Regions from separate parts of the Mus musculus genome. Here all the other regions are linked to region 6. The links are chromatin contacts, called in public Hi-C, HiChIP or PLAC-seq and promoter capture Hi-C maps. All regions are on one chromosome and are shown on one strand. Each heading gives the region's core, a stretch centred on a gene start, on an enhancer-like site or on the middle of the called end of the contact. The rest is flanking DNA. Distances are from core to core; before and after follow the strand shown. Region 1 has its middle 270 kb from the start of Epha3. Region 2 has its middle 250 kb from the start of Csnka2ip. Region 3 has its middle 330 kb from the start of Csnka2ip. Region 4 has its middle 270 kb from the start of Csnka2ip. Region 5 has its middle 300 kb from the start of Epha3. Region 6 holds the start of Epha3 (Eph receptor A3).

Evidence for each region. Promoter capture Hi-C pulls out the DNA fragments that hold promoters and counts their contacts. A called contact is a pair of places that touch in the nucleus more often than the background predicts. HiChIP or PLAC-seq counts read pairs in DNA pulled down with a chosen protein or histone mark.
Region 1: a contact with region 6 is called in a promoter capture Hi-C map of second pharyngeal arch cranial neural crest, with 3 times the contacts expected there. The contact joins the enhancer-like site here to the promoter of Epha3 in region 6. A contact is called at or near these places in 5 of 39 promoter capture datasets (3T3-L1-derived adipocytes, cranial neural crest, embryonic stem cells and 2 more), 1 of 115 datasets of contacts at active chromatin or transcription factors (forebrain) and 1 of 9 other capture datasets (adipose tissue).
Region 2: a contact with region 6 is called in an H3K4me3 HiChIP or PLAC-seq map of neural tube, with 4 times the contacts expected there. The contact joins the enhancer-like site here to the promoter of Epha3 in region 6. A contact is called at or near these places in 7 of 39 promoter capture datasets (embryonic stem cells, hippocampal neurons, liver and 2 more), 4 of 115 datasets of contacts at active chromatin or transcription factors (embryonic basal ganglia, embryonic forebrain, embryonic hindbrain and 1 more) and 1 of 9 other capture datasets (adipose tissue).
Region 3: a contact with region 6 is called in an H3K4me3 HiChIP or PLAC-seq map of embryonic basal ganglia, with 4 times the contacts expected there. The contact joins the enhancer-like site here to the promoter of Epha3 in region 6. A contact is called at or near these places in 8 of 39 promoter capture datasets (the 3T3-L1 cell line, cranial neural crest, embryonic stem cells and 4 more), 3 of 484 Hi-C or Micro-C datasets (adipose-derived mesenchymal stem cells, cerebellar granule neurons and cortical neurons) and 4 of 115 datasets of contacts at active chromatin or transcription factors (astrocytes, embryonic basal ganglia, embryonic forebrain and 1 more).
Region 4: a promoter capture Hi-C map of hippocampal neurons shows a contact between it and region 6, with 6 times the contacts expected there. The contact joins the enhancer-like site here to the promoter of Epha3 in region 6. A contact is called at or near these places in 8 of 39 promoter capture datasets (3T3-L1-derived adipocytes, cranial neural crest, embryonic stem cells and 4 more), 2 of 484 Hi-C or Micro-C datasets (both in cortical neurons), 7 of 115 datasets of contacts at active chromatin or transcription factors (astrocytes, embryonic basal ganglia, embryonic forebrain and 4 more) and 1 of 9 other capture datasets (adipose tissue).
Region 5: a Hi-C map of cortical neurons shows a contact between it and region 6, with 4 times the contacts expected there. The contact joins the enhancer-like site here to the promoter of Epha3 in region 6. A contact is called at or near these places in 5 of 39 promoter capture datasets (the 3T3-L1 cell line, cranial neural crest, frontonasal cranial neural crest and 1 more), 5 of 484 Hi-C or Micro-C datasets (cerebellar granule neurons, cerebellum, cortical neurons and 1 more) and 3 of 115 datasets of contacts at active chromatin or transcription factors (craniofacial prominence, embryonic forebrain and forebrain).

Annotation. Positions count from the first base shown.
Region 1 is chr16:64,127,630-64,132,224 of GRCm38.p6, reverse strand. No RefSeq gene overlaps it. Among named protein-coding and RNA genes, the nearest start is that of Epha3, 270 kb to the right of the region's middle. Within about 2 kb of position 2,769, at least 8 of the 459 cell types and tissues checked have an H3K27ac peak or open chromatin away from gene starts, as enhancers often do. A contact at or near this core is called in second pharyngeal arch cranial neural crest, where this site is marked.
Region 2 is chr16:64,353,365-64,358,206 of GRCm38.p6, reverse strand. No RefSeq gene overlaps it. Among named protein-coding and RNA genes, the nearest start is that of Csnka2ip, 250 kb to the left of the region's middle. Within about 2 kb of position 3,531, at least 3 of the 459 cell types and tissues checked have an H3K27ac peak or open chromatin away from gene starts, as enhancers often do. A contact at or near this core is called in neural tube, where this site is marked.
Region 3 is chr16:64,273,323-64,277,805 of GRCm38.p6, reverse strand. No RefSeq gene overlaps it. Among named protein-coding and RNA genes, the nearest start is that of Csnka2ip, 330 kb to the left of the region's middle. Within about 2 kb of position 2,180, at least 14 of the 459 cell types and tissues checked have an H3K27ac peak or open chromatin away from gene starts, as enhancers often do. A contact at or near this core is called in embryonic basal ganglia, where this site is marked.
Region 4 is chr16:64,331,053-64,335,552 of GRCm38.p6, reverse strand. No RefSeq gene overlaps it. Among named protein-coding and RNA genes, the nearest start is that of Csnka2ip, 270 kb to the left of the region's middle. Within about 2 kb of position 2,777, at least 20 of the 459 cell types and tissues checked have an H3K27ac peak or open chromatin away from gene starts, as enhancers often do. A contact at or near this core is called in cortical neurons, hippocampal neurons, neural tube and 1 more, where this site is marked.
Region 5 is chr16:64,165,725-64,170,079 of GRCm38.p6, reverse strand. No RefSeq gene overlaps it. Among named protein-coding and RNA genes, the nearest start is that of Epha3, 300 kb to the right of the region's middle. Within about 2 kb of position 2,764, at least 8 of the 459 cell types and tissues checked have an H3K27ac peak or open chromatin away from gene starts, as enhancers often do. A contact at or near this core is called in cortical neurons, where this site is marked.
Region 6 is chr16:63,861,248-63,865,697 of GRCm38.p6, reverse strand. It overlaps Epha3 (Eph receptor A3), which reads left to right and starts at 1,523. Exons shown (of 17, transcript NM_010140.4): 1 at 1,523-1,738. The coding sequence starts at 1,651.

The sequences.
Region 1 (4,595 bases), core at 1,520-4,019, 270 kb before region 6:
CAGCTATTCATGGTTTACTAGTTTGCACAGAAGTCTATAAACCATTTGACATCATCTCGTTAAAGAAATATTTTACATGGCAGTTGCATTTATTCTATTAAGACAGAAAATATTTATGCTTGTAGTAAGAAATATATTTCAGAAACTTAAAATTTGCATATTTATATTCCTAGGTCAGAGCTGGAAACTTTCATAACCATAATATATTAATAATTCTATGATTTTCTACTTAGAAAGATGAAAGAAGTAAATAATTTTTAAAATGCTAATGACAAATTATGAATTTCAAAAGTATATAGACCACATATAGAAAGAGAAACCATCACTTAGAAAAAAAAATATGTCTATTTTTTTCTACACTTTGTTCAATGATGGTGAATGGGAATAGAAAGGAAAAGGTAGGCTTTAAGAATAAATTTCCAAAACATAGTTGAAAGTCAATGCAAAGCTCATGGTAAATAGTGAAGGCCAGGAAGAAGTTAAAAAGAATACTTAACTTTGCTTCTTAAGCAATTGGATGGAAAATGGTTCAACTTACTGAATCTAAATCAATAATGTAAAAAAGAGATTTGGAAGAGGAAAGAACTCAAACAAAGGAAGAATACTTGAGTTTCAAATACAGGTAAAAGCAAATGAGTTGCATTTTAGAGCCTGTTAGGAATATGAAACAGAAAATCTAGAAAACAGAAAACTCTATAGATCCAGTGCTGGCTAATAGTGCAAACATTCGTAATTCAGCAGAGTAAACGTGTCATGAGTTGTCAGTGGAACCACGAAATAAGACTTGGAAGTTTTACAGCATCTTTTCCTCTAGTAATGCTCAAGTTAGGTAATAAAAGAGTCACAAATTTACAGTTATTTTAATTCTTTGTATAATATTTGCGGAGACCCAAGGAACAGCTTCTTTAATAAGGCGACACTGTATGAAGGAAAGCATTCAAGACAAGGCCCAAGAAGGTATAAACCAGGATGTTCTAAACTTTGATCATTTATCCAATGATGTTAGAACAAAGCAAGTTAGGTCAAAGCCAGATAAAAGTGGCAACAGAACAGAACAGAACAGGACAGGACAGGACAGGACAGGACAGGACAGGACAGGACAGGGCAGGGCAGGGCAGGGCAGGGCAGGGCAGGGCAGGGCAGGGCAGGGCAGGGCAGGGCAGGGCAGAGCAGAGCAGAGCAGAGCAGAGCAGAGCAGAGCAGAACAGAACAGAACAGAACAGAACAGAACAGAACAGAACAGAACAGAACAGAACAGAACAGAACAGAACAGAACAGAACAGAACAAACAAATATGATCACAACTAACCAAAAACCAGTTAACTGAATGGGACAGGAAACATTTCATTTCGAGGAAGATGAAAGACATCAAAGACTTTCTCATCAACCTGGGCATATCCATGCTTGTGCAATGCATTTTCACTCGGCATATTCTAGACATCATCGAATGAAATCCCTATCTCCTCCTGGCTATCTTTCTAAACCATCATTCAGCAGCTACTTCCAAAGCAATCACTCCCATCAACTGCTCAGTAAATGTGCTTGCAGTGACATTACACAAGCACACTAGTTACAAGAAATAGCTTTTATATAATTATTTGCACCCTAAATGATATCTGGCAACTTAAGAATTATCATTATGTTAAACAGTCTGCTCCTGATCATTTAGTTTAATGCGTACTTGGCTGATTGTCAAACTTTCTTTATTTGCCACTTTCCAAGTTGTTGTATGAGTGATGGCACATTAGAAATGTCTGTTGCCATACTTGGCAATGTTAAAAAAAAAGACTGTCTATTATAAAAATATAAGCTATTATGCTGTAATATTTCAGTTTAAAAGGTGGAAAATCTTGTAGCTTTTCATTCTGATACTTACATTTAAAAAATGTTCACAATGTCAAAATATTTATGTGTCCTGGGCATCACTGACTGACAAAATCAGCCATTTGTATCAAAAATGTACTGTTCATTTTGTTAAGTGAGGTAATTTCCCATACTTATTAAGTAGTATTTCTTAAAGTTATGAAGAATGGATTCTAATGATCCTAGAAACCTAAGGAAGGACACACATACTAATGCCCGCGACACAGAGAGTCTTAATGTGTCTGTGGTCGTTATTTCACTTAGGCATACTTAGGGTGTGAAACTTCAAATCTGATAGTAAGTTTTAAAGTTTAATAAAACCATCAGTGTTAAAAAATTGAGAGCACACATTATCAAAAGATTGATGGTTTTGATTTATGAGTCACAGGCAAAACCACAAAGCCTCAGCAATCACACTGTGCCTCATTAGGTAGAAACATGGATTAAATCAATACACAGTAAAAATGGAACACGGAGAGATACATTTGCTTATGCGAATGAACTCATAGCTTAAGTGATCAAGTTTATGTTTTTATATTTATGCTTATCATTCTCAACTGATTTTCTTACTATTGCTTCTCTGCTTTCTAAATTCAACTTTAAAATCAAAAGAACAATATTGACTGAGCATTGACTAACTTAAAAATAGATACGTATGGTTCAAATGCTTTTAATTATTAGTATTTATGTTTGGTTGAGACAAAAAGCCAAGTGGAGAGAGACTGCTCCCTTATTTATAAATAGGCACAATTAAATTACATAACCTTTCAGGAAAACAATGACCTGTTTCTCATTATTAAGAATTTCATTCCTTGTTCTCATAGGATTGAACAGTATGCCTAGCTTGGTAGTAAAGAGTGTTCTCTCATTTTCCTACCAGGGGATCTTCAAATGATTAACTAATAATAGCCTTGCAATGATTTCCAGATGTTATTTGCAGCACAAGGGTTGTCTACCTATCTTCCAAGGAGATGGTGTGGGAATTGGGGTTCTCTTGCAGTTGTAAAATAGAAATCACAGAAGTAAATATTTCCCACCCAGAATCTAGAATTCTAAACAAGATCACTTTGAATACAAGCTTGTGGATTGATTTAAAAAATTTGGTTTGGATAATTAACTGATGTCATCATATATTTATCATTTGCAAAAAAAAAAAAAGGAAAAAAAAAAAGAAAAATGGAGTTGTTATACAAGCACCCAGAGAAAATGCAAAGAAACAAAGAAACATTAAAAACAGAAGACTGAATATTTTCTCTAGTTTGTATTGAATGTCACTGATTATTAGAAGAAAAAATAAAAAAAAAAACAAACAAAAATCCCAAACAAAAGACTAAAGAAAGAAGTAAATGATGCAGGATTAAATTCTGAAAGCGAATATAACAGGTAGAGTACCTTCCAGCTGCAGAGCTTGACAATTGGCACAGCTTACGAGTATTTATTTCTTTATATACTTATTCAGATATTTACCTTAATTAATAATATATTATCCTAGAGGAGCCTTGGAAAATGTATTTAGACTTCTCAGCGTATTGGAGCAATGTGATGGCTGAATAGGATCCTCTGGAGACCTCAGCCGATATTGATAAACCTAAGTGTCGTATATGAAACTATGAGTCACTGAACGGTAAAAGTCTGGGGAATGACAAGACGCGTGTTTTTGACATAACAAAATAAAAAGAGTGTGAAGAAGAGAGGAAAGGGAGAGTAGCCTGTGATATCCTCTTTCAGCTCTAATGAATCTAACCGTAAGATGTGTCCTGCTTGTGGGAAGGAGGGAGGATTAAACGTAGACCTCACACTTGAATCCTAGTACCTCAACAACTCCAACCACCAAACTGCAACCTGAGCCTGCAGAACTCGTCTAAACCAGACAACACAGAGGATCTCTACCATCAAATCTCATTCAACATCAGGTGGCAAAGTTGAACAAGTCTCCACTCCTTTAAGAGCAGGATATGAAAGATACTGTAGGTTTTGTCTCATAGTCCAGCACAACAACTCCAATAGGTGCACTCAAGCAATCAGAAGAACTGAAGGCCCTGTAGATAGGCCAGCATTCACAGGCAGAGCTTTTGTCCACTCCAGTATTAATTAGGCAGAGAGATGTGCATCTGCAGCACAGGATTAAGTTTAAACCCTATCAGCTTCTGCCTTGCAGTATATCCAGAGAACACTTTGCTCATTTACAAAGGCTATCCAGTCCTCAGAAGCTGAGCAACTCAGTTATAAATTATCAGCTGCCAGCTCAGCTGCCAACACACTGTCTCTACTGTGCTCTGGGTGCAGGAAACACAGCAATCATCCAGCCAAAGATAGGGCTTTAGTTCTGTCCTCTAATAGGCTTCACTTGTATTTTGCCTATGTTATCAGCTATGTGAGTGAATGAATACTCCTAGCACTGTACAGTTCTTGTGGCTGTGCAACTAGGTAATAATCCACCTTCAAATGCTCTGAACAATGGCCCATGTTCTGCCTTTACTAACTGCACCAACTTCAGGTTGCTGCACAACATGTAAGACACTATTCACTGGGGCTACTACGATTGTGTACTAAGCTTATTACTTTATCTTAGAAATTAGTACTGGGTTGATAAGTAGATCCTTACATTTCTCAATGGTTTCATGATTATGGACCCTCTCCAAGAGTTCAAGTCAAGATCTTTTAAAAGAGTTTTTTTTTTTCCTTAATGAGCTATATTCTGATAATTGTTTTTCCCCTCACACAATACCTCA
Region 2 (4,842 bases), core at 2,282-4,781, 490 kb before region 6:
TGTCTGGAGTACAAAAATGTTTTAGTTTCGGGGGGATTCCAAGGATCCATTGTTTGTCTGAATGCCTGTACTTCTGGGATCCACTGATAAAGTCCTTTTCATATCACTCTATGTTAGTTTCCTATTTTTGCCTTTAACAAATTCAGGGTATCAAGTCTTATGTCTTTGTCTGTTTTGATTCAAGTTTTGTATAGTGTAAGAGAGATTGTTCTGCCTGCAGTTGTCTTGCTTATCAAGTTCCATTTGTTGAAGATGCTCTCTTCTGCCAGTGTCTCTTGTTCGTCCTTTTGGCTAAATCATGTAACTGTAGGAGCATATGTTTATATCTGGGTCCTCAATTTCAACCCATTAATCAGTGTTTCTGTTTTATTCTACTACTGTACTGCTTTCTATACATCTGTAGTATAAATTAAAATATGGGATGCTTTTACCTCCAACACAGTTTTGGTTGTTCAGGATTTTGTTGACTGTTCTGGGTCTGTTATCCTTCCATGTGAATTTTAAGATTATTATTTTTTTTTCAATTTCTGTGATGATGTGTTTTAGGGATTGCATTAAATTTGTAATTAGTTTTGGTAGGATGGTCATTTTCACATTATTAATCCTACTAATCATGATCCCGTAGATCTTCCATCTTTAGTTGTGTTCTTGAATTTCTTTTGACAGTCCGTTACAATTTTCATTGTCTTTCACTTTCTTAGTTTGAAATATTCCTAAAATTTTTATTTTACTGTGGCTATTGTGATGAAGACAGTTCTACCGATTTCTTTCTCAGTGTGGTTTACATTGTCATGTAGGAAGGCTACAGATTTTGTGCATTAATTCTGTATTCTACTACTTTATTGAATGTATTTACCAGCTGTAGGAGTTTCATGGTGGGGTTGTTACTACATAGAATATGTCATATGAAGATAAGGATACTTCTTCCTTTCCTATTTGTAGCCATTTTATTTCTTGTCATCTTATCACTATAGCTAAGACTTTAAGCACTGGATTGAACAGTAATGAAAAAAAGGCTATTCGTGTCTTATTTCTGATTTTAATGGAAATGTTTGAACTTTTTATCCATTTACCATGATCTTGGCTGTGGCTTTGTTGTGTATTGTCTTTACGGTATTAAGATATGCCTCCATACCCCTACATTATCCAGAAATTTCATCATGGAGAGATGTTAGATTTGGCCAAAATGTCTTTCCTGTGTCTAATGAATGATCATTTGGATCCTGTCCTTGAGTCTATTTATGTGATCATTATACTTATTGACTTGTTATGCTGAGGCATATCTGCATCACTACAATGAAGCTGACTTGATTTTAGTGGGTGCCATTTTTGACAGATTCTTGATTTCAGTTCACAAGATTTCATTGAGGATTTTTTATTTTTATTTTTATTTATTTATGATCACCTGGGAGATTGCCCTTAATTCTTTACTTTGTTCTTTGGATTTTGTCTGGTTTTGAAACCAAGGTGACAATGGCTTTATAAAAGAATTTAGAAGTATTCACCTCTTTCCTTTTATGGAATATTTTGAGGACATTTGGCACATATTCTCTCACCAAAAGTGTCAGTAATCATGAGGGAAGAGAACAGAAAGATTCTAAGAGTTACAAGTAGCAGATATATGGCAGAACATTATTTGATGGGCACATAAACTTACATCATCTCAGACTACATGCACAAAACGTGTAAAAGATCAAGAAAGACAGTCCCGTAATAGATAGGGTAGGATCACCATGTCCCATCCCTAGCTGAAGTGGTACTGACAACCAATAGCTGCCTCACTAAAAAGAATTAGTTTTCTTCAGGCATGTAGCACCTGAGTCAGGTAGACTCACCAGGCTAGACCCTAGAATAGTATGTCCAGGATCAGCCTTGATAGTCGGGTTATATATGGTATGTGAGTGTCTTTTGCGTGAGGGACAGGCAGGGAGTGCCTTGATAGAAGCCTATAGGTTGGCTGCAAAGCAGTCAGGGATTGCCAGGCTATGCTAGAGAACTGGATGCAGGACCAGGGCTGGATCTGGAGGGTTAAAGAGAAGGTACCAAGGAGAAGGTCAGGAAGAATTATGGGACTAGACCCAGAAATGAATGTCCCCTTTTATCTCTTCATAAAATGTATACTCTATTCCCATTTCCTTGGAAGGTATCCCTATCCCAGTTCTTTACTAGATTCCTAACCTCTGTGGTTATTTGACTTAAAATGCCTTGAAACATACGTAGCTAAAGCTTAAAAACTACCATCTACTTATAAGAGAAAATATGCAGTGTCTGTCTTTTTGGGTCTGGGTTACCTCACTCAAAACATTGCTTCTAGCTCTATTCATTTACTTGCAAATTTCATTTTTTTCTACCAGCTGAATAATGTTTTATTGTATAGTGTACCACATTTTTATCATCTATTGATCAGTTGATGGGCAACCATACTGAAGGGGTGAACAGGTTATATGTATTAGAGAGTTAGTTCCAGCTGTTAATGGTAAAGTGCTTTCTTTTTCAAATCAGAAACACAAGCAGTATGCAAAACAGAACAAAATAAGATGTATGAGAATTGAAGAGAGTGAAAAGCTGGATGCCACACCAAATCCTTAGGTCCACTGAATATCAGTACATTTGGTCAAGGGGCCATGAGAAAAAGTTAGACGAGTATCTACCAGACACAAAAGATACGAAAAATGTGCCCAAATCTGTTATATTCTGTTTCCTGAAACGAAACCCCGAGAAGCAATGTCTTATAACCAGGCTCCTGGCCATCTTACAAAGGCAGGATCTCCATCCTCTGTGAAGGCAGCAATACTGGATTCCTGAGCATGTTTCTAGGATGTGCTTAAATGTTTTTAAAGTAACATTTATTGGTTTCTGGTTACAGCATCCTATACAGTTATTATCAAAGAAAAGAGAACAAGGAAGAAAATAGAAACCATGTGTCATAAAAAAAAAAAGTTGCAATCCACGTGAAGATACCTCATGTGGCCTGAAGCCAGGTTCTCAAAAGGCTGTTGTCTGACACAGGACAGAGAGGGCCACAGGAGACATCAGGGCCACACCTGAGAAGTGTGGGGTGACACAGCAAGCATGGGAGAATGACTACATGACTGCTCGCCGGCTCAGCACAGCTGTATAAATCCTCACATTCTCCCCTGATTCAGCCTACAGTCTCAGGCAGCAGGCTAATGAAGTATAGCAAACAAGTGAAAGGAAAGGGAGACAGACAAAAGGCAAAGTCCTATCACTTCTTCTGAAATATTGTATTAAAATATGTCACTGTGTATGTCATGACTACATAATAAGTTTACAATTTAGTAATTTCTGACAAGAGAAATGGAGACTACAAGTGCAAAATACTATGTTCTAGAAGATAAGGATATTTGTAGCTCTAGAGAGTGTCCGAGAGTGACCCTGCTTTCTACCAATCTCCCATCTGCTCCCAAGATTTTCTTTGAAGAAATGCTGCAGTCCACATTTCACCAGGACTGGGACAGTTTCTCTCATCGGCTCCAGGTTCTAACATTTGACCTAAGGCAATAAATAATGGGAGTTCGACTTAACTTCCATCTCAGCCCGGCTTGTTGGCTCTGAAATTAGGGGTGTGGCTAGGTTTAGACAGATAGGAATCCGGCCAGATTTTTACCAACTTAGCTGGGGAGTACTTCTCTCTAATGAACTGGAACCACGTGGGGATACATTTGGGGTTTTGAGAAGCACCATGAAAAGAATACCTACATTCCCAAAACTGACGCTGTGTGAGAGTGGTGCTGAGCTCGCTGATGCTATTCCTCATGGCTCCTACATTGTCCATGTCCATTTAAAAATATTACTATTTTTTAAAAAATTAGCATTCAGTGTAATGGGTGGCCTCTTCATATGCATTAACATTTAGTTAATTTTCTTCCTCGCTGCTTGATCCCTTGTGGTGCAGGCATTTTCTTTTCCTCTTTCAGGAAAAATCACAAGTATTCTATTATCCCCCACACTCCTTGTTTTTTTTAAAAAAGATTTGTTTTATTTAACATACATGAGTGTTTTGATTGTATGGGTGTGTGTGCCCTGCAAGGCGATTTGATGACTAAAGAGGTCAGAAGAGTGAGATAGGTTCCCTAGAACTGGACCTGGAATTAGATGGTTGTAAGCCACCATGCAGGCTCTGGAGGCAGAATCCCAGTACTCTACAAGTACTTTTAACCTATAAGCCATCTCTTAAGCCTCTATTTTTTCCTAATATATTAACTTGTGAGAGTGTGTGTATGTGTGTGTGTGTGAGCATGCATGCACACATGCACATATGTTGCCTGTGCCCTGGACTACTGTGTCCCACCCTACCTGCACTTAGGAGTTGGAGGTGACACACAGATGTCAGGAGCATGTGAGAAATGCAGCAAGTAGCTCATCTGAACACTGCTGCAAGCTCCTTTAATACCTTCCACCCATGCCCCATTGGTTCCAAGAAAGCATCTCTTCTAAACAGCAGTTCCTGATTAGCTAGCATTGATGGCACCAGCAATCCTTGGTCTCTCAGGCACTCCTCAATTAGGTCCTCCTATAGGAGATGCTTTGCAGCTGCAGGAAGCCTAGCATTTACATAGAGGCAGCCTGCCATTCCCCTACACGCATATATATGTAAAGGCATGCCCTCCATGGCATAGATCTGCAAGTCAGAAAACAACTTTGGAAAAGTGAGTTTTCTTTGCTTTGTGGGTCCTGGGGATAAAATTATGGCTCAGGCTTGCTGGAAAGCACCCTTACCCATTGAGCCATATCATTGGCTCGAATTATACTCTTCGAAGCCTCCTCCCCATCTGTTTGAGGAATTCTTTATTACACTGTGCCAAACTCTCCATTTCCTCC
Region 3 (4,483 bases), core at 931-3,430, 410 kb before region 6:
CCCATGCACACAGACCAAAATATTCCTCAAGTTGAAAAGTTTACTAGAGGGAAGACATGGAGTGGCATCTTAGATCTTACCTACTTAGCACAGAACACTACCCAGGCATCTTTGTTGCTTGCAGTGTTTGAGATGACCCACAGTTTGATCATAGGGTGTTACTAACATGTCTACTTCCAATATCTGTTGTCCATTCTACCTTCTGTCTGACTTGGGGTGGGTGCCAGTTTATCTGTCCTGGAGATTACCTCATGCCTGACAAACTATACTGGAGGTACATATTTCTATTCTTAATAAAATTTCTTCCAATAACTCTGACTTTTAAGATGTAAAATTCTGCAGGGCTCTCTGGGGTGTTGACCATAATGACATGATTATTCATAAGCACTGCTATTATTATAAGCTTCCTATGAAGCACATATTTCGTATGCAATTTCTCTGCTCTCTGAGTGTGAAACCGTTTTTTTTTTTTTTTTTTACCTTACAGTGAAGAGATGTTGTCTCTGAGAGATTAGGTGTGGTAACTAAGTCCTAGAAAAGAGTGGAAAACTGACCCAGAATCCAGGCATTTACTTTAACACTTGCATAAGTGTTCTTTCAAGTAATATTGAAACAATTTCAACAGCATTAGGGCCCCACACCTAGAAAGAGTCTCCATAAACTCAGTGCAGTACAAAGAAGTATTAACAAATGTGTACTTGTGACCAGTGAGGTCATACGCAATGAGATGGTAAGTGGTAGAGGGAAGATGTGGTGTATGCTCTTGGAATCTTGAGGTAAGCTCATTGTCCTTTTGGCCCTTGCTGGATTCCTATAGGTCCATTTTCCTTGCCTCTCAGGGAATGAACCCTTGCTCTGGTCTTCTCCACCTGGGAATTGCTTGACTTTCTCTCTCCTCATTTGTTCCAGATAGTAAGATATCCTGGAAGGTCACGCCCAATTTAAGTTCTAATTTTAGATTTGGGAGGTCATAGTGTCTCAAATGTGGCATTTACTATTTTTCTGTAACTGGTAATTTTCTCAGAGACTCCTGGGAATTGACTCTACCCTGTCATCTGGCATTGCCCTAGGAAATGATAAAGTATTTTTCTCTAACCACTAAGGCAACAGGAAAATATTTGTTGGCCCCTTCTTTTGAAAGTAACTAAAGAAATGCAAATGAGCACTGAAAACAATACCACCATCAACAAAAACACCTTAGGCTAAAAGAATTGTAAAGGTTTATTTATTTATTTATTTTTCTTTTAAATTTTTTCCCCTAGTAAACAGTTTTTAACCACAAAAATGTACAATATATCTTAAATGTTTTATTTTCAAATATCCATCTGGTTCAGTTGTCTTCCGTAGTTATTTTCTCCCTTGCAGCGCTCATTCTGTAACAATGCATGGGTAATTGCATCTATGCAGGCTCCTGCAGTGCTCAAACCATACAAACTAAAAGATGGCTTTTCAATAGAATAAAGCAATTCTAAGGATCATATATGAGCTCTGTAATCAATATTATACAATTTTTTGAATGGGGCACTGACGTGAGAGAAAAGCCCTTGTCAAAAGGAGACATATGAAAGGGCCTTTTGTATTCCCCTGTGCTTGAAAGACTTTTGGCATTTAAAAACAAGAGGCAAAAAATATTGACTAAGGTCTCTGGATTGTGTTCTTATGATTTGATATTTTGTTGAAGAACAGTGCTTAGCAAATAGGAGAGGGTCAGCTCAGGGTTGTGTTGGAATGCCTGTTTACACAGTAAGTACATACAAATGACTGACTACAGGTAAGGCAAATGTCTACATCATGTTTATGTTTGCATTTCCCCATATACCTCAGTGCTTTGTTGTAGCTTATTGTTTTGTTTTTTGTTTTGTTTTGTTTTTTTTGAAGAAGGGTAATCAATCTTCAAGACTAAAGGAAGAAATAAAATCCAAACGTATTTCTTTCAACTTGCTAATTTCTATTCATCTCTCAAAATTCTGTTCTAGTAATTTTATCTCAAAAATGAATATTGGATTTTTGCACTCTCTTTCTAACTAAACTGAGTGTTTTAACTGTACACAGTCCCTAAAATCTTATGAAATTAGTGAGCAACACATTTCATCACAGCGGCTGCTTTCTATCTCTTCCTCTTACTTCTCAAGCCTCATTAACGCCCAGAACATGTTTTATTCATGATTCAGTTCTCTGCCCTTCTCGGTGTGGCACATCATGCATAGTAAGTGCTGGAAAAAGCTTTGTCAGAATAAGCCAAAGCATTGCCTGGGCTGTGACACGGTGTCCAGTGTCATGTGAAAGTCTACATTCCCCAACTTCGAAATTATTGGGATTAATCATCACTTTGTGAAAATCTGGCATTCTTAGCTGGTCAAAGCCTGTGATTATTTAATGGTCAGGTAATCCACACAGATTTTCTGATGTTTTGAGACAATTGCTCAGGTTGAGACATAAAATTTAGAAGTAAAGTTGACGTGATTGTTGTTTGTTTGTTGTTTGTTTTTAATAAAAGAAACATCACTACATTCTATGCAAACTTAAATTCTTGATGTTCTCTCTTTGGCTATTTCCCCAAATTAGCATTTCTCCTGTCCCTCATCCCTACATGGCAAACCATAGTCAGTTCTTATAAAGGCTTTGTAGTGATCACACCCCTTCTTCATCTTGCAGTTTTTGAGTGTTTTGTCTGCTGGGCAGTGGTGGCACACATCTTTGATCCCAGCACTTGGGAGGCAGAGACAGGCAGATTTCTGGATTTAAGGCCAGCTTGGTGGTCTACAGAGTGAGTTCCAGTACAGCCAGGGCTATACAGAGAAACTCTGTCTCAAAAAACAAAACAAAACAAAAAAAAATAAAGAGTTTTGTCTCTTTTAGGCTATATACAGTATCAGCAGCCATGGGCAGGCCCACATTTTACCAGCACCCTTTGAGTTCAAAAGACAATGCTGCAATCCAAGATTCTCTCAGTACCCTACGTTCATGTACAATGATATTTTACCCAAGATCTAAATAACAACTTATACATGGTTTTTATGAGAAACATTCAGCCATTTTTTAAAATGTGCAATAGTCTCCTTGATATGCTGAGTGAGATCTAATGATAGAAACTTCTTCTTCATCATGGATAGACATTTATTCACTTCCAGTCGATGTCTAAAACACAGAGTAGCGAATTACACACACATGCACGCACATGCGCACACACACACACTCACACACATGTTTTTACACACCTTTTTTACATACTGTGATTGCTTTATATATAGTTATGCCTATTTAATACCCTTTTAATTTTATCTAAGTGCTAGTCACTCACCATGGCAGTGGCTTTTGCATCTTGAGGTGTGACAGCAGAATTAGCCCAATCTCTTTTTCTGTTTTCACAACTTTACAGGTAGATGATTTGTCCCTAGCAACCTCAGCACACCTGGGGTTTTTTTTTCCCCCTTACTAAATTGAGCCTTTCCACTTCAGGAAAGACTCCACTACTACTCTTTGGTGTCTCCAATTTTCCAGTATTTCTACCCCTGACTGTTAGACTCACTGTTAAAAAAAAGTTACTTGAACATAATTGTTTTGGATTTCAAAACAATTTATTTGAAACTCCAGATAGCCATTGGACTGGTTCAGGTCCAGGTAGGAATGGTTCTGGCATTGCAAGAGTATATACCTTGCTCATCAGCATGCTATGAAATGTATAACCTGTGAACTCTTTACCCATAAATGTTCTCATTTAGTATGTTCAGGTAATGATTATCCAAAGATAACTGAAGCCCCAGAAAGGAAAAACTCAGCTTATCAGGGAGACTATTGCACATTAAAAAAATAGCTGAGCATTTCTCATAAAAACCATGTATAAGTTGTTATTTAGATCTTGGGTAAAATATAATTGTACATGAATGTAGGGTACTGAGAGAATCTTGGATTGCAGGAATTTTCATTTACCTTATAAAAGTGTCTCAAAGAGGTTGCAATTTGATGCATGTGGTGTGCGTATATATTGTGTGGTCACACACACAGGAAAAAGTATAATGTTCTGTAACTTAGGGAAATCCTGCAAGAACATTGACCCATGTCATAACATTCTTCCTTATCCATTTAGATCCAACTAAGGAAAACATAAGTTAACAAGGCAAATCATTTCCATGTGAGCCGAAGAAAAGCTAAGTTTGAAAATCATGATATTTCTAGAGTTAGCTAAGTATTCCTGAATAGAGCAACTTAACATCAGAAAAGGGTAAGTTTTATAAATATTTACTAGGACTGTGTGGCAAATCAGAAAAAAATGACAACAGAGTTTTGATGACACCTCCTGATAAATTCAGTCCCCAACTTAAACGGGAAGCTTTGCCAATCGATAAAATCACTATTTCTTTTCTGAACATCATGTTGAGACTTTCTCCTTTCCTCCAATCTCTTAGTGCATGTTATGGCAGTAAATAAAACATGATTGTATTGCTATGAGTAAAATTAGGGAGAACTGTGTAACAAATAGGTA
Region 4 (4,500 bases), core at 1,528-4,027, 470 kb before region 6:
TGTTCATCGAGTCATCACTAAATTTTATTGATGGTGTTAAATTTTGTATGTGCTCCTCAGGTGGTGTAGTCATACCTAATTAAAATTAAAATATAGAATGGATAACATCTTCAGGATAGATTTGACTCTGAAACATTAACTTGTAGTTAAATAGAATAATATGTAGGTGAAAACTGCCATTCCATTTTTGATTTTCATTTTGAAGAGTAATTCTACAGACATGGTTTACTTACCCTTAAGTATTTTTCCTTCCAATTTATCAGTAAATCTAAGTTTGGAGTTGTTAGCAGCACTAGGAATATTACATACTTTGAGCTATGTATGTATACATACATACATAGCATTTAGCATTTAGCATTTAGCAGCACTAGGAATATTACATATTTTATAATACATTTAGCAGCACTAGGAATATTACATATTTTGAGCTATACACACACACACACACAGAGAGAGAGAGAGAGAGAGAGAGAGAGAGAGAGAGAGAGAGAGAGAGAGTTTTGGAAGCTTACAGATTCATTCTAAGTGAATTTACGGGTGTTACATCCTGACACTGCATTTTTGACCCTTTCATACCGCTTTACTGTTCACAGAGTGAACACCAGTTAACTGAAAATCAGTTTTCTTTTCCACTGGGGCTTACAAACCGTAAGTGTAGAGCAAGCACATGGAGTCATTTTAGTAGCTTACAATTTCTGGAATACAAAACATACTAGCTGGAATTGCTCATTGACAGGAGTGCTTAGGTGTCTTTTGACTGAATGGATTTGTAAGGAATTGGGGGCTTCCTTGTTATATCCCAGCACAGTCAGCATCAGCATCAGCATCAGCATCAGCATCAGCATCAGCATCAGCATCAGCTAGCATCACGGTTGAGAAGTATGTGGAAATGTTGCCCACAGAATGAACTTTAACAGTTTGCCACTTTTTAGTGACCAGATTGTCACTATGTCACTATTCATCACAATGTCATGCATAAAAGTTTAAAGCAGATACCTGGTCAGTACAGAAATTGTACATCTTCATTACATTTTCTTATTTACCTTGAAGCAAGAAACTACCAGTGAATAGATGCTCTGTATAGTGGCAAGTTTCATTGACACAAGTAATTTATTTCAACAGATTTGTCTCACTAAACAACAAAAGAAAGAAAGAAAGAAAGAAAGAAAGAAAGAAAGAAAGAGAGAGAGGGAGGGAGGGAGGGAGGGAGGGAGGGAGGGAGGGAGGGAGGGAGGGAGGGAGGGAGAGAGAGAGAGAGAGAGAGAGAACTTCAAAATAGGTAAGTATAGCCATCCCTTTCTTTTGCAGTCACATTAAAAGTCTGCAGGCAGCCTGCCTTTTTTCTGAGAGCAGTTACTTATATTATAATTATCTGACAGCGTCTTATGTAGAAAACCAACCTAAGCTAAGTTAGCCTTTTCTTAACTTGCTTTTTTCTCTCTGCCTTCTTACAACAGAATCTTTTTAAGTTGTACTACTTAGGCCTTTCAAATGGAAAGTTATTTTATGAGCCAGATAAATATAAACAAAAAAGTGAACAATTTGCTACTTAGATTGATGCTGTTCTATTTTTTTTTTCAAGAATGAAGCAGGAAACAGGTAGTGATGGGTTTTTGAGCACATTATAAAATTACACATATTGAGGGAAGGGGTGGTTGGGCATATGTGGTAGAAATAGGGAGATATATGTACTTGATTAGTCATTTCTTTGAAATATTTGCCTTGTTACAATTAGCTTTAGCCACATTTAGATATACACACAAAATAATTTCAATGCTATATATAAGTAAAAATGACCAATTTTCTTCTCTCTACCTACAAAGGAGATAATCAAGTGATCCATGATTATGCCTTCAGAGATAACAGTCCATATTTCACTCTTTTGAAAAAAAATCAAACTCTTACTTATATCACATCACTTCTCTGCTTTGAAAGCAAAACTAAATCAATAAGATTATTCACGGCTATTTTATGCAAGGGTGTTGTGGGGTCAGTGCTTAGATAACCCAATGCTTAGCCAGCTCTTGCCGGAGTCATTCATATGAATTCCAGCATCTCACAAGAGTTTACATTAAAAATGAAGCCATGGCCTATGGGCATGACATGATGATCTAGTGATAAAAAAAAATCTAACCTAATTTTTCTCCAGAGAATAGCTTTCTGTCTCTAGCATTTTAGAAATTGTAAAATATCTCCCGAGACCCAAATTACAGAACATGAGACAGGAGGCAAGCCAGTTGGGTTGGCAGGATGCTACAACCCTATCAACCTATCATGAGGCAAAGGAGTATTTAGTCACATTCATGTGAATATCTGCACAGATGTGCACTACCCTGCCACTAATTAAATTTATTAAGGACTTGTTTGCTTTTATTAAAATAGAATAGAAAGGGCTCATCAATTTATGAAATATAAAAGAAGAATTCTTACAGGCTCTTATGTTGTAGTTAGTACTGAAAAAAATATAGCTGCCAGACAGTTGGGTTTTTGGCAGCCTCTAATTTTTACATTATACAATTCAAACTACTTGCAGCAAAGAGTGATACTCAGAGGAGGAGAGACTACAACTTACCCACTGTTTCCTTTCTCTTTAGACATGTTAACAGAGTCTCTATCCCTTCAGAATCATATTTTTTTGTACATTAGGTTATATTGACAGTTCTAAATAAATTAGCTTCTAAACTAAAGCAAAATTTTATGACATTTGAATAGCTCTCCTTGTTGCTAAAGCAATAAGCGTCACTGACACAAATCCGAGAGTAACATATGGTCTCAGCCTTAGGCCAGGGTGTTCCGTTTGAATTATTCCAGGCTTTTCCCCACAGTGCTGTGCTTCAAACATGAATCCAATTACCAACTGCAGTCAGGCAATTGAAAGGCTGTAGGAGAAATACTCTAATAGGTGGGGAGGGGGCAAAGGACTATGATTTGTGTGGTAATCAACAAGAGAAGGTCAGTTGTAATAGAATAGACTGCTTTCCACGACAGTGCTAACGTAGAAGGCCTTCCACTCCATGGAAGAAAGCTATCAATAGATTTGTTGTTTTATTACCAAGGATGCCACTTACTGACAAGATGAAGAAAAGAAGTGTGAGCAAGCCTGTTGATGGATTGGATGATTAAAGTCAAGGTTGTGGTGAACAATTAGCAAACCGATGACCGATTGGAGGTTCTGTGGTTGTGAGGGCGAAAAGCAGGATGCTATGCAAATGTTGACCTGAATAAAATAGGCTCATTTCTTATTTATTTTTTTAATTTCTATTATGGGCAGACTTTAGGATTCCAAGGATGAATAATAGACATGCATGTCTCCTAAACACAACACTTCTTTTAATTATTGACTTTCCTTTCCTTTCCTTTCCTTTCCTTTCCTTTCCTTTCCTTTCCTTTCCTTTCCTTTCCTTTCCTTTCCTTTCCTTTCCTTTCTTTCCTTTTCTTTTCTTTTTGTTTGTTTGACTGCCTGAGTTTTTATTTTGAATTTAATTTAAGTTTATCATTAAATGATGCTATTTCTTTGATACATTACATTTTCATTCCTGAGTTGTTTGTGTTTTTTATTATGTGTTTGTGTTTTCACAGTCTTTTTTATTAGATATTTTCTTCATTTACATTGCAAATGCTATCCCGAAAGTCCCCTATACCCTCCCCCTGCCCCACCCTGCTCCCCAACCCACACTTCAGCTTCCTGGCCCTGGCATTCTTCTGTACTGGAGCATATAATCTTCGCAAGACCAAGGGCCTCTCCTCCCAATGATGGCCCACTAGGCCATCCTCTGCTACATATGCAGCTAGAGACACTAGCTGTAGGCTGGTTTCACAGAAAATTGGACATAGTACAGTTTAAAGTCAGGAGTAGTGATTCCACCAGAAGTTCTTTTATTGTTGAGAATAGTTTTTGCTATCCTAGGTTTTTTGTTACTTCAGATGAATTTGAGGACACAGCAATACCTCTCCTGGGAATATACCCAGAAGATTTTCCAATTTGTAATAAGGGCACACACTCCACTATGTTCATAACAGCCTTATTTATAATAGCCAGAAGCTGGAAAGAACCCAGATATCCCTCAACAGAGGAATGGATGCAGAAAATGTGGTACATTTACACAATGGAGTACTACTCAGCGATTAAAAACAATGAATTTATGAAATTCTTAGGCAAATGGATAGATCTGGAGGATATCATCCTGAGTGAGGTAACCCAATCACAAAAGAACTCACATGATATGCACTCCCTGATAAGTGGATATTAGCCCATAAACTTAGAATACCCAAGATACAATCTGCAAAACAGAAGAAACTCAGGAATAAGGAAGACCAAAGTGTGGATACTTTTTTCCTCCTTAGAATGGGAAACAAAATACCCATGGAAGGAGTTACAGAGACAAAATTTGGAGCTGAGACAGAAGGAAGGACCATCCAGAGACTGCCCCACCTGGGGATCTATCCCATAAACAGGCACTAATCCCAGACACTATTGCATATACTGGCAAGATTTTTCTG
Region 5 (4,355 bases), core at 1,515-4,014, 300 kb before region 6:
TAGAGCTCTCTATTTAGACTTAGTATTTCTTCTCTGAAACAAGCAAATGAGCAAAAAATAAGTAAAGCAGAAATAATCTCCCAAACAAATAAAATGGTTCACCCCCCCCCCAAACCATTGGTTGTCTATAGCTCTTCACTGAAAGGTAGAGGGTATTATTAATTTTTCTTCTGTCCACAGTGACTTGTAGATTGGCAAGGTTTGTGATGTTCTTATGCAGACACATATAGGGATGAACGTTAAGGTGCCCAGCTCTCCTATCCTTTCCCAAAGAAACTATGATGCTGTAGTCTTTTAAGCTCTTAGAATCTTTCCACACCCTTATAGAGATATTCGCTGAACCTCAAGTATAGAGATTGTGTTATAATTTTTCCATCTGGGAGGAGCATTACAAGGACACTTAGTCTTTCTCTTTTGACCAGCTGTGTCACTTTCTCTCTTTTGCTAAAAGAAGTGTCTGTGATAAGGTATGGGAGTTTTGCTTGTCTATGGACCTATCCACTTCTCTGAAAATACAATGATTACATTTTTTGTTTATGCATGAACAGAACTGGATAATAATATTTCTAATCTCCCTGTATCCCCACGAACGTTTGCTGTCAGTTGTTTGGTAAGATGAAAGCCTAGAACAGTTTTAACTTGCCCTTCCTGCATTGCTAATGCTTTTCTATTTAGCTTAGTTTGTTTCTTACCACTGAACCTACTACTGTTTGTGGAACGAACCCCTAGCCTAGACTGTTAAGATGATCCTCTGACAACATTGCAAAACACAATCAAATAGCAAGTTGATGATTGATCATAGTCTAAGAAGATGTCTAAAATAAAGATAAATTGAGAAGCAGAATATTTTTCAGGTAGGTTGAGGATGAGTTATAAAGATTTAAGCAAAGGAGATGAAGAGTACAAAGACAAGACATCAATGGTACAGTAATAGAGAAGAGAAAGTGGGGCCCAGTGTTTGAAATCTTGCAACTGAACTGTAACACAATGATCTGCACAGTATTTGCCAATCTACACAACTGACTTTCTGTGTCCACAGTGTAGTTGCATCCAGTTTGCTTATTTGCACTGTATGAAACCTTTTAGGTTTTGGTTCTTTGGCTCCGAAACTCAAGCTTTTCACATTGTCCATGATATGGATTATGTAGGAAAGAAGGCAATTATTGCATGACTAATGGTAAAGGATACACACCTCTAATTCCAAAGTCTGAAACCTGAATCTTCTGGACACACTGATATGACATTACTGTAAAAATTCTGTACCAGACTTCATATGAATGTTTGCGATTAAAATGCTTGTGAGCAGAGCTATTGCACAGCATTACCTTAAGGTTAGAGGTTCAAGGTACAGATGGATTTCATGTTTGAACTTAGATCCAAACCATCATCATCAAGATATCTTTTTAGCTAGATTCACATATTCTAATAAAATAAATCTGTATTGTAGACCACTCTGGTACCAAGTATTTCAGAAAAGGAATATTTTTAACTTTTGCCTAATATTCAAACAATTAATAAAAATTAAAAATTTTTAAATATGCAAATTCTAGATGGATTTGTTTGCCCCAATTGCCCTGGCATAGAAGATAAGAATAGTTAATGTAAGAAGAATACATATAGAAAAAGGATGTTAATTTGAGAAGTGGGGTGGGAACAAGAACAAGAAATTGTAAGTGGAAGGGTTGGATATAATGAATAGGAATTGTACTTATGTACAATATTTTCAAAAATAATAAAAAGAGATTTTTCCGGTGGTTTCTTTTTCTGGCTCTTGTTCTTCTGTTTGTTTCTTTTGTTTTATTCTTACTTGCTATGTTTTGTTTTATTTTATTCTTTATGTGCTTGTTTGTTTTCTAATGAGAGAAGGAAAGAGTGTCATTTTGGATGTAAGGAGAAATAGGGAGAATCATAGAGGAACTGAGGAAGGGGAAACTATAATCAGAATATACTGTGTGAAAAACAAGCTATTTCAATAAAAGGAAAACAATAAAGAAATATTTTAAAGCAAATGAAGAAAAGTATCAGTGCATGTAAAATTATATTTGATGCACTCTCTGCCAGAAAACAAAAAGTGAATTTAATAAGCACAATTGTTACAGTATTTTATACTTAAAATGAAATGTTCATCTTTTGGAAATATATTTTATATAATGAAAAGGTATGATAGAATGCACTTTCTACCCTTTAAACAAACTTAATTTTTCACAATTTACAAATTTTCAATTGTGACTTTCGTGATGAATAAATTTTAATAATACAAAACAATGGTTTCATTTTTCCTTCTTTTTTTCTTTTGAATCTTCTTTCTTTATATTTCTTTTTCTTGTGAAAGTGTAAAATGTAAGTTGAATGTCCCAATTACCATGTGAAAGACGTGAAAACCATATGACTACAAATGTCTCATCCCTTAGCAGTTTCTTTCTTAGCAGAGAATTTTGCATATGGCCTCAGAGGGGGGAAAATTTAGGGTACTCTTCTATCTCTTTATGTGAAAGAGAGGAAAAGAACAAGAACAGCTTGGGAACTTTTGCATATTATGTTCATCGTAATATGAGGAGCCCTAATTCCTAATATGAAGTCACTTACTGATTAGCAGTGTGAGTTTGAATACAATTTCCTTACTTTCTGGAGGTGGTTAATTCCTTGAACTGTCAAATGAACAGCTAAGAACACATGCTTCCTCCATTCTCTGAATAATGCATTCCCAAGACTGAAATGAAAGATCCCAGCTCCTAAAGCTCAAAGACTTTTTGCTTTAGAATTCCAGAGCTTTCAACTAGCAGGGTAGTGTTTTTATACTGCACAGATAGAGGAATGCAGCCTGGGAAAGGATCCATCTGTAAAGACTGTTTAAAGATATTAAGGCTGGGAACACATAATGAACCAAGCTTGTCCAGAAAAAAAAGAAAGAAAAAAGCAAGAAAAAAAGGAGCAATTTACACTATGTGGTGCAGAATTCTGGCAGAGTAATCAGCTTCTTTGTTTCTGGTATCTAATAAAGAAGAAGGGGCTGAGAATTTAAGTAAATAAAGCTGAAATTAAGTGAATGCCTGACCAGAGGCGGAGGGAGATTAACAGCCCCTTTCCATTGATATTTAATTTACTGAAATACTCTTTCCTTTAAGTAACTTTCTGATGCTGCTTGACAGCTTGGCTCAGTCTACAGTGAGCCGAAGCCGTTCTGAAAATAACCACATGTATGCCACAGCGTCTCATCAAGGTTTTGCCAACATGTTTTGAATGACGTGGGAAAAGATACGCCCCTACGCCCCCAGGCAAGTCGTGACCCTAAAGATAAGAACATCCTTGACTTCAAAGTTCAAGCTGTGAGTATGACTCAGACTGTTTCTGTCACTGTTTGCCAACAATTCAACTATTTTATCACATTTGCAGTTTGCTTCATGAAGATATAGAAATTGCAAAAAAGGAGCCTTTTCTAAGGTTAAAAATCTAACATTGAGACTAGCCTTCGATACAGGATATGATGATGTTGAAAGAAAACATTGGTTTCTGTCCGTCCTACACCTGTCTTAGGCTCAACGGCACCAAGGAAAATGGAAAGAACAAGGCACTGGGAGAGAATGAAGCAGAGTCAATGGCTTCTTTCATGTTTTCAGGAATATTTTATATCACTTATAGCATATATTTCTTCCTTGAAAGGTGCTGTTGGCCTACCTGAGTATCCTTTATAACTCATAATCTGATAGATCCACCCCACCCCCCAGTCAAGCCTGAGACTATTCTCTCCAGGAACAACTCATTCATTGTAGGGAAGGAAAGTTAAATTTAGCCAAAGGAACCTATCAAAGCTTACAGGGCTTGCTGCTCTGGGAGGCTGTCAAGGTGATTCCATGCCAACTTGGACCTGTCTTCACTGGAAGACTCCAATCTTTGCCAAACGTTATGCTTGTTTTGTGACAAAGCTGAAAGTCCCAGTTGGATTTAAAGGAGGATATCGATTTTATTTTATTCCTGTCTCAATCCAGTGAAATTCTGTATCTGTGACCAAAAGCATAAGTAAGCAGGTGTTCACTTGCCCCATTGTGACTTAAAATTTGATGGACCATAAAAGGGAGTTGATTGATTTGTTTTAAAAGAGAGATTATTGTAACACATAATGGTCTGTAGATACAGTCATTCTATGCTCATCTTCTATGCTTTTTCTCCTGCTCTTGCACTCATTCCATTTCTATGCAAGTCAGATCCTTTAGATATTTAGCATATTAAATACTAGAGTCTATAACTGTGATAGCAAACTAAATGTCCCTGCTACCAAGTCACCTTTACTATTAAATTTAGGTGTCAACAATGCTGTAGTAAAGGCAAGCGTCAGACCTTTGGTTGTGTATGCTTCA
Region 6 (4,450 bases), core at 274-2,773:
GTAAAAAAAAAAAATCATATCCAGCTATGAAGCAATGTAACTGTTGTGGAACTGCAAACATTATGAGGCAATCCCCACTCTCTCCATTTTCTGGTCAACAAACCTTATTTTCAATGGAGTCAGATTTAGCACTGGTGGGCTCTACAGCCTCTGGTGGCCTAATGTGAGAAGGAGTTAGGGAGACAAGTCTCTCGAGGAAGTGTGAACAGAATCAGTCTCTTCCATCTGGCTTCTTCAACCCAACCCATCTTTACCAAACAGTCAACAAAGAGTATCAGAAGCCATTAGCCTAAATTCCAGGGTCATAGAAAGTGGAGTGCTTGTGAAATACACATCTTATTATCAGGACCCTTAAAAACCTACTCCGTCTCCCTTCTCAGGGCTCTAACACTGATCACTGGCGTTAACGTTGTCAACCTAATTTTCCGTTTTGAAGCCGTGTAAGGAAGTCATCTTGCTCCTTTTCAGGATAGGCTGAGATGGATGGGTGGTTGAGAGGGTTGGTGAGGAATCATTTTCTGGGACCTATTTCAAAGATAATTCAAAAGAGATCTTAAAGTAGAAATTGGATAAATTACATGGCTGAAGTAGGTTGCAGTGAGGTTGTTCAGCATGAGACCGTTTGTAACCATCATGCAAAGTAATTTAGCAAGTCCAAGGACATTGTTCTCTAGGAAATACTGGATTTTTCAGCGTTAAAAGAGCAGCCTTCAAATAGTCCCAGATTAGTGGCAGCTGGAAGGCAGAACAGGGAGCTATGAGTTAATCTCCGAGTCTCACAAAACAGGAAAGTTCTAGTGCTAGCTAGTTGTAGGCAGGAGCATTCCTTGTTCAGGACTTTCGATTTATATTGCAAATCCAGCAACCATCCGATGGAATGAGTGGTAGTCTGAAGCTATGGCTTTGGCTAGGATTGTTCCTGTCCTGGGAGGGCAACGGCTATTTGCCAGTGTTCAGAACCTGACTGTGACCTCTCTGTTTCAGCTGAGATTGCTGTATCAAATGCCTTTAACAGCCCCAATACCATGTGGTAGACTGAGCAGTCTACTTTTATCTTGTTGAATCACTAAGAGGACTGTGAACACACAGAACACAGTAAACGGATTAATTGCAATGGTCTTTGTCGTTCTACAATAATTGAATGAACGTCTTCCACTTTTAAAAACAATACTACTTTTTTGAACATTAGTTTCAACTCACAGTACCTCTAATAGGGATCTTTCAGAAATAGGCAACTGATCAAGTATAGCAAACAAATAGCTGCCTTCCCGTGAAAACGGAATGGCTCCCAAGACTCTCCGTCGCTGTCGCTGTCCCAGCACATCTTCTGGCTTTCCTACCCCACCAGCAACACTCTCGACCTCCACCCCTCTGCGTTCTTCCGCAGCTCCGTGGAACGGAGCTGGCTGCCAGCCATGGGGCTGCCCTGCTCTTCTTCAGCGCCCGCTGGCGACGGCACTAGGACCCAGAGAAGTCCCCGAGCGGGGTTCGCAGAAAGGCAGCCAGACTCCTCCTTATCTCCAGTGTCAAACTTGACATCAGACTGCGAGCGGAGCATGGTAACTTCTCCAGCAATCAGAGCGCTCCCCCTCACATCAGTGGTATGCTTCGCGGAGATATGCTCCTCTCACTGCCCGGTGCACCAGCAACATGGATTGTCACCTCTCCATCCTCGTCCTGCTCGGCTGCTGCGTCCTCAGCTGCTCCGGAGAACTGAGCCCACAGCCTTCCAACGAAGGTAAGCCAGGTAACCGCGCCGCTCCCGCCGGAGCGGAGCCCACAGCCCCCGGACGGCGCTGTTCCCTGAGATGCCCAGAAAGCAGTGGCAGCGAAAAGATTGTTTGCCCAGTAGCAATCCCAAAACACTTTTGGGGGATGTCTTGGGATTGTAGAAACCTTTAAAAATAATAATAAATCTGTTTTTAATCTGATAGCGAGCGATTCAAGTGATTACCACATTTACCAATTTGAACCAGAAAGAAAGAAAACCTTCGGTTTCTTTTTTTCTTTTTTTCTTTTTTTAACAACCCAGACTGTTAATTGCCAAATAGCCAAGGCAGTATTTTATTTTCTAATTATGACCATGTGGTTCTTTGAGAAGTTTCAAAGAAAAGGCTAGCCTCTCTTGAGATCCCCGCGGTGTGTTTTAAAGATAATGACAGGTTGCTCCTGCTTACACCCTTTGGCACTTATGAATGGACTGGAGAGAAGGGGGCTCGTTGGACCCGAGGTGTTTGAGTGCGCGCGTGTGTGCATGTGTTTATGTTACAACCGCCTTATTGAAGTGCTGTGGATCCCGCCGGGCGATGCTGTGCTCAGCGATACAGGTTCTCATGGGTAGCATATGCATGCCACATTATTAACAGCAGTGATGGTTCAAGGGATATACAGTGAGCTTAAGTTGGGTTCTTTTGTAAAAAGGCCTTTCATACACATAGAAGGATGCATTTAATGATTGATTGATAATTAGCTCCTGGGTAGATACAGTAAATAACAGACTAGCAAATTAGAAAGAACACTCATGGAAAGCTAACGGCATTTCCTTGATGCTGGATTAATTATTGTCAGTGTAACGGGCATCCTTGCATTCTCAATGGATCAAAGTGTAAACCTAATATTGAGAATATTTGTTTTCGTGGATACTGAGCAGACTCATGATATTTTTTTCAGACTTTTCATTATCTAGTTTTAATGATTTGTGAATACAAACTCTTAAGACAACTTCTCTGAATAATTGATTGCCTTGCAGCAACACTTACAACTTTAATTTCCTCTTAATGATTTTGAACATTGAGAATTGTATCGAGCAAGTTAACAATAGAGGACAGCTGAAGTGCAGGGAGCACAGTAGCTGTACAACACTCACTTAAAAACGTTTTGTAGAGCCAATGTTGTAGACATTATGCTTATGCCCATGTGAAAGAAAAATGTATGTAAACCCATTAGCACAAAGACCGCTTCCCATGTTTGGTGACCCACTTTCACGCTAATGGGACAGTTTAATTTTCTTTCCTTAGTGCCTTGGCTGCCTTTATCAGTCTGACTGGTTTTATTATTTTTTGTTTGCTTTTCAGTAGAGAAGTAGTGGTTTTTTGTTTGTTTGTTTGTTTGTTTTTCTTTTCATCATGAAGATGGGAAAACTGATTTTTTCCACAAATCACTTATTTAGTAATACAAATTAAAATGTTCACTTAAAAATAATCATCAGCCATTCTTGAAAGAAAGGTCATCCTGAGTGGTCATCTGCGCATGAGTAACACAGCAGTATGTTAAATTCTTTTAAAATATTTTTCTCAATATATTAAAATACTAACAATAACTAGAAAATAATATAACTGGCACTTTTATTTATTTATTTATTTTTGCTGAGTTGTCTTTTTCCAAATAGAATGTGTACGGACTACCCAGACAATGATCTCACTGAATTAGTGATGTGTAGGATAGAGATGAACTTACGTTTATGGTCAACTTAACCTCACTTTAAATTGCAAATAATAATAATAATGACCTTAGTTTTATTCATACTCATATAAAAGCAATGCCTATTAATTTAATGTAATAAGTATAATTAAATCTTAATTACCATTAAACCACTTTATATATGTATAATTGAATAGTGTATGTAAATAGTCATGTATTAATACCATAGAGCTATAATGGTAAAAATACTTATAAAACTAATATAGTATTTAATTGGCTTAGCTGAAAGTTTTATGTATCTATTGTTCACAGGATTGGTCTTTTCAGACACTATCATATGGCTGTCTCGCTCTCTTTACAAGGATAAAACAAAAGTTAAAATGATTAGTTTAAGTTAGATAACACTTCAATGAGACTTTAAATATTTATCAAATATCTTGGCCCTAAGCAGTTGAGTTGAGTCATATGGGAAGTGAAAATTTCTGATCTGTGCCACAATTTCCATGCAGTAAGCTGGACTCATAGATAGAGTTAAGATAAAGAGAACCAGATAACGTAGCTTTCCTATATAGCTAAGATAAAGTCAACCAGTTAATGCTGCTTTCTTGTTTCATCAGTAGTTTGAAACCTAAAGCTATATAGGAAGAGGCTATATAGGAAGCTATATAAAGAGCTCCTTATATATAAGAAAATAAATTATACTTGAAATGTGATGCCTAACGTGCTTTAAAACTACAGAAAACCTGCAGCAACATATTTACTAACATATATTCTCCTATCTATCATGGGATAGACATGACAAAGTTGGATGAACAAAACCAGGCCATTGAGCTGATTGCTAAGAAACTCATCTTTATGGGAGTTTTAACAAAAAAAAAAAAAAAAAAAATGAGATGGCTAAATAAAACTATTGAAATTCCAGGAGTCCAAAGTAAAGAAAAATAACTTAAGAGTTTGCGTGAATGTCCCAGTTCATCAGTTAATTATGTGACTTTCTAATGTGATTTTGATAAAGTGACTCCAACTGCTA